Regions from separate parts of the Pan troglodytes genome. Here region 1 is linked to region 2. The links are chromatin contacts, called in public Hi-C maps. All regions are on one chromosome and are shown on one strand. Each heading gives the region's core, a stretch centred on a gene start, on an enhancer-like site or on the middle of the called end of the contact. The rest is flanking DNA. Distances are from core to core; before and after follow the strand shown.

The links. A called contact is a pair of places that touch in the nucleus more often than the background predicts.
Region 1: a Hi-C map of induced pluripotent stem cells shows a contact between it and region 2, with 2.2 times the contacts expected there. The contact joins two enhancer-like sites. A contact is called at or near these places in 2 of 7 Hi-C or Micro-C datasets (both in induced pluripotent stem cells).

What each region holds. Positions count from the first base shown.
Region 1 is chr18:69,091,445-69,094,156 of NHGRI_mPanTro3-v2.0_pri, forward strand. All of the region lies in intron 1 of LOC112205884 (a long non-coding RNA gene), which reads left to right. Among named protein-coding and RNA genes, the nearest start is that of TRNAK-UUU, 94 kb to the right of the region's middle. Within about 2 kb of position 1,402, at least 3 of the 24 cell types and tissues checked have an H3K27ac peak or open chromatin away from gene starts, as enhancers often do. A contact at or near this core is called in induced pluripotent stem cells, where this site is marked.
Region 2 is chr18:68,952,178-68,954,877 of NHGRI_mPanTro3-v2.0_pri, forward strand. No RefSeq gene overlaps it. Among named protein-coding and RNA genes, the nearest start is that of TRNAK-UUU, 230 kb to the right of the region's middle. Within about 2 kb of position 1,289, at least 6 of the 24 cell types and tissues checked have an H3K27ac peak or open chromatin away from gene starts, as enhancers often do. A contact at or near this core is called in induced pluripotent stem cells, where this site is marked.

The DNA.
Region 1 (2,712 bases), core at 152-2,651, 140 kb after region 2:
ATCTGTATTAACATAGGTTAATATAATTTAATAAATTAAATCATCATCATAAAGTTAACTTTACTTGATACCTGCCAGTGGCAGCAGCACTGTATGAACCATGACTGTAACGCACTTGACCAAAACATTTTGAGTCCAATGCAACTACAGCTAAGATCACTGATCACTTTCACTCCCATCTTCTATTCTAAGCATATGCTAGTTCCGTCCTCTTTTTTTTGCAGGCAAAACTCCTGCTATTTTCCTGTGAAGGGCTGGGGGTTTTCTGTGCTGTGGTTTCTGTTGGTGCAGAACCTGCATCCTCTAACCCAGAACAGCGCAGGAGAAATGACATTTGACCATCACCAAGAAGTTCAGATCCTCCTCAGGTTAACTTGCCATCCCTTCACATTGGGGAGGGTGGTGAGGTTCACATTGGGGAGGGTGGTGAGGGTCTTCTGTGTCAGAGCACAAGTGAAAGCATGGGAGTGAGGCAGGGACTTCTGGGGGCGCCTGCGGCAGGTTAAATATCATTGCAGAATAGCAGTGCATAAAATGCAATAAAACGCACCCTGTCCCCTCATTCACTATAACTCTCTTATTATCTTGGGCTCAGGTGTGTTGTACGAATATACAATAATGGAGCTAACAAGATGGTTTGGGGTCACGGAGGGATAAACCATGGCATAATCCAGCTTCGAAAGCTGTTCCGATAATGAAAATTGTAGAGCGGTCTTGTGGCTAGTTTTGTAATAAAGATATACAAAGATGAATATAGGTTTCCAGGAATTAATCTGAGAGCATTTGATCCAATTTATACTGGAGTGGCCGCATTGAAGGCAGCTCAGTAGACAGGATTCCAATTTAGGTTGATAGAGTGCTTTGGGATCCCAGGGAGGAAGGGTTCCCTGTAATTGGGAGATGATTTTATTTTTGAAATGCCCATCTCCTGGCTTTGTCAAAGGCCACACATCTGTCTGCCTTGCCTGTGAATACAAGCCAGGCACAAGGCATCGAATCCCGTGGTGCGAGCTTCTGGTTTGGTATTCAGCATGACAGACAGGCTTCCAGTTTTATTCTTTCAGAGGGGACCCCAGGACACACTGCATTTTATTGTTGTGATTGTTCTGTGGACCAAGCAACATTAGACCCACGGAGAGGGGAGGCTCAAGACAGCTTTATGTTGCCTTCTGCTTCCTCCCTTTCTGTTTCTGACCTGCTTAAAGGTACTCAGGTTTAAGGCTCCTAAGAGTTTTCGCTCTGAAGCCAGGAGCTTGGGTCTGAGAAGTGTGTGGAAAGCTGTTCTTACTTTGTCCTTCAAAGTATGTCATTCTTTGGCAGATGGCCAGGTCGGGGACAGAACTGAAGACAGCTGAATGCAGGCTGTGACTCTTTAAGAACTGGAATTCCTAGCACACTCTTAAAAAAACAGCCCCAAACCACCCGAAGAATGTTGACTATGCCTACCTTATTGTAATGTTATCAGTTTGATTCTCTGAGCTGCCAATTCAGAAAAAGTTTTTTTTTTTTTTTTTTTTTAAGAATATTTAGATTCAAAATCCATTTGATGCTTTCGGTTGACTTTTCTTTTTTAAGTGGCATTAGGGAATTATTCTCCTCAAATCCTGCCTGGGTAGCTGTTAAGAGAGGCTTGTGTTAAAACTCCTGTTCTGCTTAAGATGAATCAGAAAGCATTTTGACTTCTGGCATTTTCCCTTAGAACTTCTGGGCTGCTTATTTGTAACTGTATTTAGTCCTTTTCACTGATTTAATTTTTACTATATGGGTGATCTTATATATTTTATCATATTAATATATGAATTATGTATTTACAGTTCAGCCAAAAAAAGTACTATGGTTATTGGAATGCCCTTCTACACTCAATTTGAGACACCCCTTTCACGACAACCAAAAAGAAGTTTGTGCAACACATTTTGATTTGTGTCATGAATTTCAACTTAGTGTTTTCACACCAGTATTTAAGAAGTAGGCTATGTAACTATTGGTTGCAATGTGTGGGGATGAAATGTAATTATTGTAATTATTATTGAAGGTTTTTTTTAAAAAAATTAATTCTATTTTAATACTGACCTAAATTATGTGTGTTGGTCTGTATACCATACACCAAAGGTGGTGTAAAACGTGAACTGTCTTTAATAACAAAAAAGCAGTTTGCATTCAGCCGAAAATAGCCCACAGCTAACATGAAGGATATAGTTCTACAGCCAAAGGACCCAGAGAGAGTTTAATCATTTAGCCTGAAGATTACAACTTAAGGCATTTTTAGAGGATTTAAAAATACATATATATCTCCATACTCTGGAATTTGCTTATTACTTATATAAATCACCTTTTTGTTTAGCACAAAAGAACTAAGCTTTTTCGTTCATTTTTACTTTAATACTATCTGAGCTTAGATTATCTTTGATGGGAGGTAGGAGCGGTATATCTAGATGCTGCAAATGAGGAAAAAAATGCATTTTCAATTGTCAGTAATGTTTAATTTCTATCAACAATTTCTTAATTGTTCCCCTGAAAAGCAAAGCTTTAATGTGTCAGCCTAAATTATAATACAAAAGAAATAAAAAATTATGCTGTTACCATTTCCCATTTTTAGAAATTACTGATTAGATTAGAGAAAATTATTCTTTATAATTTTACTATAGAAAAGCTATATGTCTAGTCATATCACTCCATCGAAACAAAATTAAGGAGGAATGATGTCTTAACACA
Region 2 (2,700 bases), core at 39-2,538:
GGCATTTTTATACTTCATTATCCCAGCATGTAAAATGACTTGTACTAAACGATTGGGGATTTTATTTTTCACTCTCTCTCTCTTTCTCTCCTTTTTCTAAACAAAAGAGAGCATGGGGTGGCTGGTGTCTAATTCCACTCCTGGTCCCAGAGCTGGAGATCAGCCCATTACCAGGCTGGTGGGCCAGCTCCTGCATATGGGAAAGTCCAGGGCTCTGAGCAATGCGGAGCCCCCATCAGCAGACAGCCCACCCTGCAATGTACATAGGACCTCAAGCTAGCGCAAATGGCCTGTAGTCTCTGCAGCATGAGGCAAAGTTATTGCCTATTGCTGGGCCACAAACTGGGGTGTCCTTTATGTTGTGTTTTCTGGGCAGCCAAGATTATATATCCCCCATCTTACGGTGAAAACAAAGAAATACCTAGGGTGAAGGAAGCTGATTTTGGAGAACGCTGATGCTGATTCTCAGCCCTGACTTGGTTTCCTTTTGTACTGTGGAGAGAATATGCTCCACAGTACAAAAGAGGGCAAGTCCTTCGGGAAGGCCAGCTGCTTCCAGACATGGCCACCTGCCCTTGCTCTGGCCACCAGATTCCCATGCTCAAAGAAGCCAAATGGGCACTGAGAGGCTCATAAGAGGTAGGCATGTCCCTCCAAATCAAGAGTCACACAGGGCTTGTGCTCCCTGAGCAAACTGGTAGAAAATTACACCCGAGAAGGATAACTTTAGCCTGCAACCTGGGCAGGGGCTGGGGAAGGGTCAGAGATTTCAGAAGCCTGGGTTTGAATTGAGATGTTCCCTGATAACCCACTGAGGAGAAGGCCCCAAGGAGAGGACAGCCTTTGTCCCCAAGGAAGAAGGGCAGCTTGGACATCTGACCAGGAGGCAGGCAGAGCTTGGTGGCAGAGGGCAGCCTGGGATATCTCTGCCCAGGCACGGGCCTTCGTTTTTTTTTAAAACTGCAGCTGGTTTGTTGAGCACAAGCTCAACCTCACAAACTTGGTGGCGACAAAGCTGGGGAAAATAAGGCCCATGATGAACCAGGGGTTTTCTTAGGCTCAGGACGAGACCTCAGCATTCCTCCCTCATCTCTCCGTCCTCTGTATGAGCCACAGGTATAAAGAGAGCAGAATGGTTGTTTATTCAGTGACTCGATGATTTCAAGTGATTGATGCATTCCTGCTTTCTTTTGCTTCCCCTTCTTTCCTGCCTGGGCTGTTTGGGCTCAGAGTTTCCTAGAGAGTGTGGCCAGGGCCAGGGCCTCAAGGGCTGTAGGTGGGGCTGGAGGGCCCCTTTATAGATTTGCTGTGAGCTCTCTTCCAGCCAGAGAGAGAGCTCTCTCCTGAGCCTCCTGTGGCAACACTTGGAAGGTAACAGGAAAACAGCCCAGCTGAGGTGGCTCTAGGTGACACACCTAATCCATCTTTGGAGGGGAAAGGCCCTCTTGGGTCTGAAAATAATTATTGTTTCTTTCCATCAGCCTCTTATTTTTTCTCCTCTCTCTGTGTCTGCTGTACTTGCTTTCAGTTTTGCTTCCAAATCTAGAGGTGCAGTGTGATTTTCTGGCTGAGTGGTGTCTGCCTCAATCATATATCTGCACCCCTACTTCAGAAGGCTGCTTCTTGGTGACCCCTTGGCTCTGTCACCTCCAACATACGGAGTCAGCTGCCAGCAGCGGGCCATTTCCATTTAGCGATTTTGCCAGATTCAGAGATTTGCATTTACAAAGTCTCTCTCTGCCTTATTTGCTTATAACAAGGCTCACTGTTCGTTTCTTGTTAAGTTTTATCTCATAAACAAATATTACTATGGGAGTCCCAGCCAATAATTATTAAATCCTGACTTCTTTTTATTTTCTTATACCGAGAATGCATTGACTATAAATGCACAATTTAAACTTCACGGGATGGTTTTTTTTGGCCCACCTCTCTGGAGAGTAGAGGGTCCATCTGTGTGTGGGGACTTGAAATATCAGACCCATATACATAAATATCAGACAGAGAGTGCATTTTGGGGAGAGGGAATGGATACAGTTAAACCCTTCGGTTAAATAAACCAACCCCCAAATGGACAAGGTCTGTGTTCTTTCGTCTTCTTTGATTTGGGTACTGAAAAGCATGAAAGAAATTCCTTTCACAATTAGCTCTAACTTTTGAATTACAGCACGTCTTTCCGTATAATGACCAGGCCGTGCAGTAATTTACAGCCAGTCCCTGGCCTTGCTGAGTAGCAGGGAAATGCTGTGGAAGTGACTGTTAATATTGATCAGTGAGGGCTAGAGAGAGTTGGAGACCCTCAGCACGGCCACTTAAAGTGGGCAGGAAACCCAAATTGACCAGTAATAAAGTGTGTGAGGTTGTACAAGGCGACTCCTGGGAAACTGCTGCTCCGAGAAGGGAGGCCGGGGGTCGAGGGGGAAGCTGTCAATTATTCTTGTTTGATGCCCAGTTACTGAGCAGGACACAGCGGCTGTGAGCCTGTGGCCAGAGACAACAGGAGGCAGGTGCTGGCGGATCCTGCTGGAAAGCCACCTTTGTCAGTGTGCGAGGCCAGGTGTGGGGCTCTCTCTACATTCCATGGAGGTTCAGAGAACTGAAGCTCACCCATTGCAGTGGCCTAGTTTTATTTTAGGGAAGGGGTAAAAACCCAAGCGGTGCAGCCTCTCCCCGACTTCTATGCGGACAACAGTTGATGACTGA